2 separate regions of the Anas platyrhynchos genome follow, and region 2 is linked to region 1. The links are chromatin contacts, called in public Hi-C maps. All regions are on one chromosome and are shown on one strand. Each heading gives the region's core, a stretch centred on a gene start, on an enhancer-like site or on the middle of the called end of the contact. The rest is flanking DNA. Distances are from core to core; before and after follow the strand shown.

Region 1 (6,004 bases), core at 1,202-3,701:
TCTTGAGAGTCATCACGCAGCACTTGCAGGGCAAGCAGGCAATCAGGCCCAGTCAACATGGGTTTATGAAAGGCAGGTCCTCCTTGACAAACCTGATCTCCTTCTATGACAAAGTGACGCGCTGGGTGGACGAGGGAAAGGCTGTGGATGTGGTCTACCTTGACTTCAGCAAGGCTTTTGACACCATTTCCCACAGCATTCTCCTCAAGAAACTGGCTGCTCTTGACTTGGACTGGCGCACGCTTTGTTGGGTTAGAAACTGGCTGGATAGCCGGGCCCAAAGAGTCGTGGTAAATGGAGTCAAGTCCAGTTGGAGGCCAGTCACTAGTGGTGTTCCCCAGGGCTCAGTGCTGGGGCCGGTCCTCTTTAATATCTTCATCGATGATCTGGATGAGGGCATTGAGTGCACCCTCAGTAAGTTTGCAGATGACACCAAGCTATGCGCGTGTGTCGATCTGCTCGAGGGTAGGAAGGCTCTGCAGGAGGATCTGGATAGGCTGCACCAATGGGCTGAGGTCAACTGCATGAAGTTCAACAAGGCCAAGTGCCGGGTCCTGCACCTGGGGCGCAATAACCCCAAGCAGGCTGGGAGATGAGTGGTTGGAGAGCTGCCAGGCAGAGAAGGACCTGGGAGTGATGGTGGATAGTCGGCTGAATATGAGCCAGCAGTGTGCTCAGGTGGCCAAGAAGGCCAACGGCATCCTGGCTTGTATCAGAAGCAGTGTGACCAGCAGGGCTAGGGAGGTGATTGTCCCCCTGTACTTGGCTCTGGTGAGGCCGCACCTCGAGTACTGTGTTCAGTTTTGGGCCCCTCGCTACAAGAAGGACATGGAGGTGCTCGAGCGGGTCCAGAGAAGGGCGATGAAGCTGGTGAGGGGCCTGGAGAACAAGTCTTACGAGGAGCGGCTGAAGGAGCTGGGCTTGTTCAGCCTGGAGAAAAGGAGGCTCAGGGGTGACCTTATTGCTCTTTACAGATACCTTAAAGGAGGCTGTAGCAAGGTGGGGGTTGGTCTGTTCTCCCACATGCCTGGTGACAGGACAAGGGGGAATGGGCTTAAGTTGCGCCAGGGGAGTTTTAGGTTGGATGTTAGGAAGAACTTCTTTACCGAGAGGGTTGTGAGGCATTGGAATGGGCTGCCCAGGGAAGTGGTGGAGTCACCATCCCTGGAAGTCTTTAAAAGACGTTTAGATGTAGAGCTTAGGGATATGGTTTAGTGGGGACTGTTAGCGTTAGGTCAGAGGTTGGACTTGATGATCTTGAGGTCTCTTCCAACCCAGAAATTCTGTGAATGGGCACAGCACATCTTGGTTGGTCACTGCCTGTGGTAGAAGGGGAGGGGAGAGTGCTTCTTCTCTGGGCTGCCTGCAAACAAAAGTGCTTGGCCTCTCACAGGTCTCATTCCAGCTATGCCAAGGACATGGGGAAATTGGATCAATCAATGGACACATTGAAAATAAAACAACAACAAAACCCACCGAACATCTGAGGAGTCACCAGCTGTCTATCATAAAGGGTCCTGGGGCTGCAGCACAGGCCCCACTCGTCTGCTTTGCTGAGGAGGATGAACAGGTCCTAGTGCGCCTATAGGACACACGATGGACAACAGTGCGTCCCCCCACCCCCGGTTTTAGGCAGATTAGCCTAATCACAGCTGTGTGCCTTGTCTTGCCAGATATCCTCCCTTCATCAGGGAGGAAGGGTAGCCAGGCAAGATCTCCACCCTGCATGCAGATTCAATTCTTGCTGGATTCAAACCTGTTCCAACTGTCTCTGCATACTCAGAAGTGGAATTGGTACCAAATACTTCTGCCCTGGTGCTTGGGAAGACTTCTCAACCCCCACAGTACAAGTGGAGGCATCCTATCTCTGGGAGGAGGAACATGTAAAGGCAGAGCAGCACTCAGATACACTAGAGATGGATGGATGGAAGAAAGGTAGAGCACCTGCATCCCACCTCCCACACAACTATGCACCATGGGGAAACAAAGGCAATGGCAACGCTAAAAGCAACAGCACTTGTGGCAGTGCTGGGAACAAACACCAGCCTTCAGCAAGACACCCTGGCCACCATCCCCTTCCTCATCAGCACCAGGCAGGACTTCACACTCACGGCAGTGATGACACCTCTGCTGCACTCCACCGTGGAGCCATGTGCACATGTGAGAGCCCTGCTAAGGGAGGAAGGGGGCATACCCTGTCAAAGCAGCAATGTCCAACCACCAGAAACCTGAGGACCAGAGGGACCCCTAATCCCAGGCAAACACATCCACATTTATTGCTCCATGTCAGCACCTCTCAGCAGAGACCCCCTCGGTCTGAGAGAGGAAGACCCAGCCCCTTGCATTGCTGTAAGCCCAACAAATCTTTTCCCATGCGTACATAAACTGCACCCTCCCCAGACTGGCCAGGCCGGGAATCAGAGCATGTTATGTTGCCCAAGGTCAGTGCAATGCTGTAATCAATGCTGCACAAGGACATGCATGCAGCCTGCTGGCCCTGCTCAGATCAGGGAGCTGGTGACACCAGGGTGCCAAAAGTGGAATTGCAGATGTGAGAGTCACGGCCTTGCCTGCAGCCCTCATGCCACAAGACAAAGCAAGAAAGACCAGATGATCACTCATCCTGCAGGCAAGGTCTTGGCTTGAGCTTGTGGGCAACATGCCCAGGCAGCTTCGCTATTCCACTTGGGAGCAGTGCGGATCCCTTGGTTTGGGCAAGCTGATCCAAACCTCTCCATTCAGGGACAGAGAGGGGAGCAGATCCCTTGATACTGGGCTTCCCAGGCAAATTCAGTTTAGATTTCTCTGCATTAATAGCAAAAATCTCTTGGGAGCCACAAGGATCAGCATGCTTGAGACCTGACCTACAAAGAACAGCTAGCAGAGGACACAGCACTGAGGCTCTGCGCAAGGCATGCTTGAAAAGCCCAGAGACCAATCTTCTCAGATGACTGCAGCACTGGGGCCTTCTCCTGTACCATAAGGTAAATTGTTGCCTTTCTCTACCCAAGTTTTTGCCCATGAAGACAGTGTTTGACTGCACAGGTGCCAACTCCATAGGCTGACATTGCTCCATGGGACACAGGGGAAACCATAACTTCTCTTTCTCTTGCACATTTCAGGACAGAAAACACCTTGGAAGTAACTGCAAGACCACAATGTACATCAATACAGCTTTATAACAGAAATCCTGCAGGGGCAGGCCCCTTGACTGCAGCCCAGGACAAGGCTGTTTTCTTACCATGCTAAAATCCACACCATTGGCGATAGTGTGTCTTCGGTGTTCTGCATGTCCCCTCTGATGTCTCCGAACGTCCCCAGTGCCTCCATGGCCACCATCTCCCTGGGACTGCCCAGCAGACTTAACATCAATACCTGTAACAGATGAAAGCATGAGAGCATCAGCTGCTTGCAACAAAACCTCCCCATGGCCCCTCTGTGGGGCAGTGCGTGGGGTAGCCCTGCAAGCAGGCAGGGCAGGCAGCAGCTGAGGAAGCACTGCACATAGCACCTGCTCACATCTTTGTGCAGGCAAGCCAGACCTCAGCAACAGCTTACTTTGTTATGCCAGGCCGGCAACAGACTTTGGTAATCATCTTCTGTAAAAAGCAGGCAACTTCTAGGCAATGCTGCTTCAGTTCCAGCACAATTAAACCATTACTGCCAACTCCAGTTTTCAGTCCAGTCTTCACGGGATCCCTGACTTCTGCTCAGGAAGCACAGGCCCTGCCATGCACTCACCTCCTCCTGAAGGCAGCTCCCGTTTGGTGACGGGCTCACACAGTTGCTCCCATTTGTACAAACAGTGGCAACCCAGCAGCATCAGAGAGAGTCAGGGATCAGCTCCTTCTCCAGTCACTTGTGGCAGCTCTCACAAGGGGCTTTCTTTGGAGGGGGCAGCCACTTAGAGCAGCTCTGGAGATGGTCATGGAGATCAGACCAACACATTTCAGAACAAATACACTTTCCTTCCCCACCCAGATATGTGCTTGGTGCTAAAGGGGGTGATGCATACCAGAAGCTGCATGCCTTTGGTCTAAACATACAACAATCTGGCTATAGGGTTACCAAATTTTTATCAAAATCCTAACATCCTATTTAGCAAAAGGCTGATGTACTACATACAAATTATGCTGGTCCAAATCCACACATAACCTATTTTTGCAGATTAAATTCACACTGGCAGATTTCAGGCTGGATCAGATGTCTCCTGCCCATGCTATATGCTTGTACACTAAAGCAGGTATTGGCTAAGCACCTTCTGAAATCAGCACAAGCCCTGTACTGCATGCCCTGGCTAACTTGCCAGAAAGACAGTCCTGCAGCCATGTCCCAGGCAGCTCAGCTCCATGTTTCTGGATGAGCTTAGAGCACTGCCCTGCTGCTGTGAACTGTGGTACCAGGGCACCAAGGTTGCTGTCACCACCCCTTCCAGACATGCCCAGGCAGCAAGCCTGCTGCACTCCCTCCTTGCTCCAGTCCCCTGCCGAGTCCCCAGCAGACCCTACCGTGTGCTCACCCCTCTCATTCTTGCTGCTCACCATGCTCTCTGATCACAGCTTTTTGCTTTCCCTGCTTTACCAAAAAAGAACCAGAAAATAGCAGCAGGGAAGTAGGCAAATGAAAGCAGGCAGCGAGGCAACTGGGCACATGCTGGCTCCCAGGCACCTGAGCAAACTGCCACAGGTTTAGCATGCTCTCCAGTGCAGATGGGCATGAAGGACTGGGAGTGGTGAGGCAGGATGCGTGGTGCTGCACATCCAGGCACACCACCTAGCTGCTGCACAAGCCTCCTCAGCAGAGCACACAGATGGGAAGGAAGAGAAATATAGGGCAGGAGAAGTGAGTGGAGACAGAAGTCACCATGAATCTCAAAGACAAGCTCGATTCACAGGAGGGAGCTGGAAGGCAGTGAGGTTGGGGAGAATCGCACCACACTGTGGGTGTCTGTGGTGCCACGTATCTATTAGTTCAGCAACAGGAGTTAGACTTGCACTCATAGCAGGCAGTGCCCCAACAGTGGCATGCTATGAAGTAACCTTGCTCAGCCTGTCACTTTGTGTCACTGAGGAGAGGGGCCATGATGGTATGGGAAAAATCCACCTGCTGGTTTATCACAGTGTCCCACTTGTCTTATCAGCAAGTGCTCCAGCAGAGACAGGTCTCTGGCATCTCACTAAGCACAAAGTCTTGATATTGCTCATTTATCTGTTTTGCCAACTGTCTTTAGTTTCATACACCCATATCATACACCCTGTGAGGGACAGCTAAAACAGCAAGACTGGCACAGCTATGCACATGTTCTCCTAGCAGACCTATAACACATCCTGATGGGGAAGCAGAAGAATAGTCCCAAAACTGAGAGTAGCTTTGATAAGCAGAATCCCAAAGCAAAACCAGAAGCACCTCTGGGAAGAGCTGCAGGGTAGAAACAACATGTTAAAACAGTTTTTGCTGCTGTTACCCAGAAGTGCTAGTATTGGGTCTGTGTTGCATGATAAAAGTGGAGCCCACAGGCTGATCTGAGCTGAAACTTCGACAAGAATGTGTTCACCAGTCAAACAAATGAGCTCTGTGCACCTGAGCTAACAACATAGTGACTAAAACAGAACCTCTGGTTATGAGTAAGGATCAGCCTTTCTAAGGTGCAGGAGAGGTCCTGCCTCCTCCCTCCCAGGCCACCTGAGCCAGGCCACCCTAGCCACAAAGGCTGCGCTGGTAGGAGGCAGTGCCCATAGACACTGCAGACCCCTTGGGCAAGGCACTTACCACCCCATATCATAATTCCTTGGCTCTCAGCAGGGATGAAAGCTTTTCCATAGGGAACCACAATGGTAAAGACCCCTAATGCTGAGACACCTGCTGCAGCAGACAACCTAAGAACCAGCAGCAAGGAGCTGTCATGGTGCCTTCTGTGCACAGTGACATCTCCAACATCAGCCTCACCATCCTCGGCGGCAGTTTGCACAGCAGTGCGTGTGGGCAGGGTGGGCTCAGGCAGGGC
Region 2 (6,386 bases), core at 2,281-4,780, 110 kb before region 1:
TCTTCACTAGGAGTTGAACCAGCTCTCCAGGTTGGGATAGACACGGCCTTGGGGCAGGCTGGGGTACATGGCACAGATGGTACAAATGCGCTCCCTCCAGTCTGCATAGAGCTTCACACTGTACTTCTTCTGCCATACGAAGAACTGCTGGTAACGGCTGGAGTTCATGGTCTTCAGGAAGGTGGCCAGCTCTGCCAGGGAACTAAAGTCATCAACGTGAATAAATGAATCCGCGGGGATGAACTGCTCGTAGTTGGCCCGGGCAGGCCCCAGCACCACAGGCACAGTGCCAGCCATCAGGGAGTTCCTCCAGAGCTTCTCAGTGATGTAGTCCTGGTGGATGGAGTTCTCGAAGGCCAAGTAAAACTTGGACTTGGATGTCGTTGGCAAAAGGCAGTCTTTGCAAAGCGGATTTTTGCTTGCCTTCCCATATATGTTCACATGGAGGTACCTGGACAGGTTCTTGTAGACTTCAGCTCTTTTCTGAGTCCTGTGATAGTTGCTAATAACCCAAGATACCAAGTTGGTCTTCATGGGGATGTTCATGGTGGCTGACCGGTTGGGCACAAGCTTGCCATAGGGAATGAAGATGTCTGAGTCTCGTCTGTAGGTCATCACCCAGTTGAATGTCTGGTTCCATCCTGTTAATGCTTTAGTGTTTGTGGGGGACTCCAGGGAGACCCACACCCAGTTCTGCCCTGGTGGCTTCTCCCGGGGCAGCTTGTCCCTGCCCTGCTGGAGCCTGGTGTGAGGAAACACCACCACATCTGCCCGGTGCAGGAGCTGCTGCTCCATGGTGAGCCAGCATCCCTCAATGCTGTACAGCTCATAACAAATGTCCCCACTGATGTTTGGGACCTGATTTGAAGGCCATTCCCACACTAGGACCACCAGTGGCTTAGTGTGCTTGGGGGCTTTACCAGAGATGTTAGATGAGTTGATGAAGCACTTCAGGTTCCAGAGCATGGTGACAAGCAACCCAGCAGTGACCACTGCCTTCATACTGGGCCGGCCCCATGGCAGCCGTGGCAGTGGTGATGCCCGGGACATGCTGCCGGTGCTCAGCAGGGCTGGCTGTCACCTTGGTAGTGTCACCTTCTTGGTGGTGTCACCTCCTTGGAGGCTGTGCCTGGGACAGAAGAAGCCAGCAAGGGCCATCAGCTCAGCTTGCCCAGCCACCTGGCTGGCAGAAGCATGGAGGAACGAGGAGATGCTGGGGCTGGAGTGGCTGGAGAAAAACTTTGCACTTCCTCCATGGCACCCAAACCCCACAGGGCTCAGGCACAGGAGGAGCCCCCAGGCCCCAGTATACCTCTGCCCACCCTGCAGGGTCCCACCCATGCACCCGCTGCCACAACCCAGCAGGGATCCCTGGCCTGGGGCAGGCTGGAGATGTTGGCAGCACCTCTGCCAAGCAAGGGGATGGTTGCATGCCATCCCAGGTGCCACAGAGGGACCCACAGCTTTCACCATGTGGATTCCATTTTTTTTTCTGGGCCTTTTTTTTTTTTTTTCTTCATTTTGTGTTGTCTTTTAAGCTCAGAAAATCCCATATGTAACAGATAAAAGGACTTTTCCTGAGGCTACCTGTCAGGGTAGGAAGAGGCAGGAGCTGTTGCAGCCCTGTCACACCAAGCTGGTGCTGTCATTTGCATCGGTGTCATTTGCATCACGCTCCCTCATGTGTTCCCCAGTGACCCCAGTCTCTAGGGGCAAGCAGTGCTATTGCTGAAGGAGATGGGGAGGGAGTACAGAGCCAACAGTCAGCAGCCACCTGTCCCCATGTCACAACTGATGAACACTACTCCCAATTGCATGCACAAGGGATGCTTTCCTTGTCACTTGCTCTGTGCCTCAGTTTCCCCATCTGACAAAGAGGCACAGTCCCATTCCACACTTCTCGCTTTGCCTGGGGGGGCATTTTGAGCTTGAAATGCAGCCAGCCTTGCCACAGCAAAGCCTGGGAGGAACATGTGGTTCTTTCTGGGGGGCTGCAAGTTGGGGCCACATGCCAAAGAGTGAGGGAGTACCCCGAGTCCTGCCTCACAGCTGGCTGGGAGTCACTGCAGGAAATGCTGTGAACACACACCCCAGAGCAACGCTCCGTCCCTGAACCCACTCATGGATCAGCCATTGGGGTGTCCTTGGGAGCAATCAGGAAGTCCCAAACCCCACCCAGGGCCAGATCAGGGTCCTGCCTGAAACGTGCCTCGCTTGTCCCAGCACCCTCCTGCAGTGATGGCAGGGCTCCTACCTGGCTTGGAGTGCTCTCCCTGGGCTTGGGGTGCTCTCCCCAGCCATGAAGGTCTGGGAGCTGGTTGTCTTGGCACCGCATATACCCGTACTTTATTTTCAGGTGCCCCAGGTTTCCAGTCCCCGGCAGGCAGGGCAGAGAGGCATTTGGCTCCCCCACAGCTGGGCTGCTGTAGGTCTCCAGCTGGCGGGGCTCAGCCTGTAGGCATGTGGGAACCCCAGTCAACCACCATCCAGCATGAGATGCGCATTTACACCTTCGTTCACTCCACTGCAGTGCCCTTCTGCCCGTGTCTGGCCTTGACAAAGGTTCTGCTTCTTAACTGAGTCAGAGTTGCTCGCTGGAAAGCAGCAGGAGCAGATGGGGGGGAAGGGGGGGGCGACATTCAGCTGCACCAGCTGCCAGCAACCAGCTCAAAACCCCATGAGTGCTGGTCCCAAGGACTGCACGGCTGGACACTGCCTGATTTTTTTTTCCCGTGCTTTGGCAATGCTGGGTGGCCGGGCATGGAATGGGCTGCAGGGCACAGCCCCGGGTGTACAGGGAGCTCCCTCTCAGCTCCTTTCCCTATCCATTTGGCTGTTTGCATTTCTGCATGTGTTGCAGCCAAATTTTTGGCAGGTCACCCACAGTGTTCAGCACAAAAGACAGTTTCCCTTTCAAGGTAACCTCTGAAAGCAAATTAGATGCCCCAGCCCAACAGCCAGGCAGGGGGTGCTGGTTTCTCTGTGATTTTGGAGGCTTGTGGAAGGTGTTGTCCTGCTTTTCCAGCTGATTTGCAGCAGCTTTACTTTTTGCAAATCCCTTCCCTGCTCTGGCCTGCTCCGTCTGGCATGCTAAAATACATGAGCTAAGTTTAGGCTCCAGAAAAAAAAAAAAAAAATCATGTGAAGAGGGAAAAACAGCTCTGCCTGCTCCCTGCACTACGCATGAGGACACCGGTGCTTCGGGCCCCTTTGCCTGCCAGTCCCCAGCAGTGGGGACACTGCCCCACATTCAAAGATTGTTCTGGAAGGGCAGATCCTCAGGCTGGCAGCACCAGGAGCCAACCCGTTGCTTAGCCCCCCTCTCCCCATGTTGTACAGCAGTGCTGGCATGTGGGCTCAGCCTGCAGACTTACTGTGGAATGGACTGCAGCTCGGCACGGTGTGGCGCGGCACAGCACAGCGCAGCACGGCACAGACAGGGCTGGTGACTGCCCACGCAGGTACTCTGGGGCAGCTGCTGGTTCTGGGCTGGAGTACTTAGGGCTTCCTCTTTTCTGTGGTTTTGCTTTGTCCCAGCCCCCAGGCAGGTCCTTCCTGCTGCTGTCAAAGTACACTGAGCACTTCCCCTGTGCCATGTGGGTGGCAATATCACCCACAGCTGGGTGCCCCATGGCTGGGTTCTTTCTCACATGGCTGGGGGGGTGCCCCATGCCAGGATGGGCTCCTGTTGCACAGTGCATGTCCCGTGCTGCCCCATGGCCGTGTGCTACACCCTGGTAGATATTTGCAGATCTCTCTGTGCCTACACATCTTGACCTATGTCCTTGTGTTTTCTCCAGACTCTCTGGCAGGACCGTAGCTCCTTGTGGAAGAGACAGGTAGCCCTGTGTGGGGTTTCAGTTCCCCAAAGGGATTTCCAAGGGGTCATCTTTGAAAGCAAGCACAAATCATATCTCATGTCTGCCGAGCACCTCTCCCATCCCAGCTGCTAGCCAGAACTCCAATGCCCCAGATGAGCTGTGGCTTTTCCTGGTACCTGCCCCTGTTTTGGGGTTTGCCCAATGTCTCTATGTCCCTGCACTGGGACTCATCAGTGCTCTCCACCATGTGGATAGAAGGAGCACGGGTGCCCTCAGAAGCAAGCAGGCACTTCTGCACTTGCAGAAGCAAGCCCACACTGGCCACCTTCTCCAGGCAGGTCCCCAGGTCTCCCACCCCCTGGCATGTCTTCTCTAGCCCTGTGGCAGAGGAGTGCAAGGGGACAGAGATGGGTCACAGGGTGATACCAAGGAGGGGACAGCAGGGAAAGACCCCCAGTCTGGTCTGAGCCCTGCCACCCAGCCCCGTCCTCGGGCATGAGCAACGTGGAGCAGGATGTAGGCAGGGTCTGGTACCCAGCAGGCTGCCTTGGCCACTGTGCTCCTGCCCGCAGCTGCCTGCCGGAGTAGTGCCCATGCAGAGCATGGCAGGGAGGGAGGCTGCAGGGGCTGGGCTGAGCCCATGGGCAGCTCTGCGGGCTGGCAGTTGCTGTGCCAAAGCACATCCTGCAAACACTGTTTTGCTGAGACCACTAGAACATTGTTACTATTATTTTGTTTACTCTTGAAAATCAGGATTGTCATGTCTGGCTGCAGGTTCCTGGCACACACAACTCTCTCCAAAATCACCCAGAAGCAGATGAAGAGCAAGATGCTCATTCATCTTGGAATAAACCTGCTGCTGCCTTTGCATTTTCTTCGGCCCATCACAGAGCCGAGAGGGTTATGAACAAGCCCAGAACGTTAGCCTGGCACCATGACCAGGATCACCTGTGCTGTGGCTGGGCTGGGGGCAATTCCCTCCTGGCCAGTGCTGGGAAGGAGCAGGTGTGTGTGTGTTGGGGGTTCAGCATGTGCAGACTCCTGCTCCAACCCAATGCCCTGCCTGCTCTGAGATGTGTGCAGGCAGGGCCCTGCCCTCAGCTTCCCCTGTGTGCCTCCTGTCTGCCACCCTGCAGCCAGGTTGAAAACAGGATGCCAGCCTGATTTTGGCTCCCACTGACTCATCTTGAAACTGTCAGCTAAAGCAACACCAGCAGCTCCTCTGTTCTGCCAAGCCTGGGCACCTGCCCTTGCTGGGATGTTTTCTGTCAAAGGAGGAAGTGGGCACATGCATGCCTTTACTGCGCCTGCACTGAGAGCTGTGCCCATGCCTAGGGTCTGGCCATGCCACTGTCCTGGTGAGGCCACCTGCCTGGTTGTTTCTTTGCTGGCATGGCTGCCTGGGCACACCCCTGTCTCCTAAGGCCCTTGCAAAGTGAAGAGAGAGGGGGAAACTGAGATAGAGGCAGGGAGGAGAGCCCTGAGGCATGTAGTGCTGTCCTCTAAGTGGATATGTACTTGCATTGCATGGCATGAAGAGAAGAGGGGAGTGAGGTCCCACTGTGCTCTTTGCCCCTAAACCACTCCATGGGGGCTCTTGGGGTGCTTGAGTAGCCCTGGAGGCTGCACCCCCCATTTCACTCTTGCTCCTCTCCATCCCTCTGGCTGCCCAGTTCCTGGGACAAGGACCACTCCCATGGGGCCCCTGCCAGCACTGTGCCCGCAGTGCTCTGCCAATGTGCTGGGGCGTAGCAGGGCTCTGCGGTTTCAGTGCCACCCTCAGAGACCTCTGAGGCCAACTGCAGTGCTGGGTTTGGGTATTTTTTCCTCCTCAGACTTATGTCCTGTTTCCTGTTATTTTTTCTCAACTCCCTTTCTGCATTTCTTCCCCTGTGTGATTGAGAGCCCTGATACTGGGCACTGCACAGCCCACAGGGCACTGCTCCCAGGCTGGCCTGCCTCAGTCTGATTCACTGCTGGCAGCACTCCCTGACAGCATTGCCCGTGCTCCTGTTCCCCAGTTCCCTGTGTGGCACAGGTGGCCATGCCACATTGGCCATGAGGTTTCCACCAGGGATGCAGGACACGACAGAGATGAAGGAGCTGTGTCCTGGAAGGCCTGGAAGGCTGCTGGAAGGCCACAGCCACATCAGCTGTCAGCCACGGTGCTACCCTAGGCAGGGTTTTAGAAGCCCCGGGGCAGGAATTTGCGGCTGGTGTGTGCAGGCACCCTCTCCCAGCAGCCCAGGGACATGCCCAGGGGTAGCTCAGGGGCAGAGACTGTGCCAGGCTGGAGCTGTCTTGTTCAAACCCAGGCTGGCAGCTGGGGTCTCTGCCAGCTCTGCCCAGTTGGGTGGAGAACAGCCAGCATCTGTGGACATGCCATGGACCATCAGGTAATGCCAGCAGCACCCAGAGAACTGCGGGTGGGTGGTTGCTGCCCTCTGCAGATGGATGCAAGAGCAGCCCTGTGAGAGGTGCTCAGGCTCCAGGTCCAAGGAGGGATGGGCAACCAGGTTCCCTGGGGCTGTGCTGCCCATTGTCCCACTGCTGTTGGTGTTTGGA

What was found. Hi-C and Micro-C count contacts between places; a contact is called where the count stands out from the background.
Region 2: a Hi-C map of skeletal muscle shows a contact between it and region 1, with 5 times the contacts expected there. The contact joins the promoter of FUT7 here to the enhancer-like site in region 1. A contact is called at or near these places in 2 of 8 Hi-C or Micro-C datasets (skeletal muscle and subcutaneous adipose tissue).

The regions. Positions count from the first base shown.
Region 1 is chr18:2,892,413-2,898,416 of IASCAAS_PekinDuck_T2T, reverse strand. It overlaps SAPCD2 (suppressor APC domain containing 2), which reads right to left. Exons shown (of 5, transcript XM_072025274.1): 2 at 3,242-3,375. Among named protein-coding and RNA genes, the nearest start is that of SAPCD2, 9.2 kb to the right of the region's middle. Within about 2 kb of position 2,451, at least 4 of the 8 cell types and tissues checked have an H3K27ac peak or open chromatin away from gene starts, as enhancers often do.
Region 2 is chr18:3,001,157-3,007,542 of IASCAAS_PekinDuck_T2T, reverse strand. It overlaps FUT7 (fucosyltransferase 7), which reads right to left and starts at 3,530. Exons shown (of 2, transcript XM_005014795.6): 1 at 3,375-3,530; 2 at 1-1,129. The coding sequence starts at 1,050. The coding sequence ends at 7.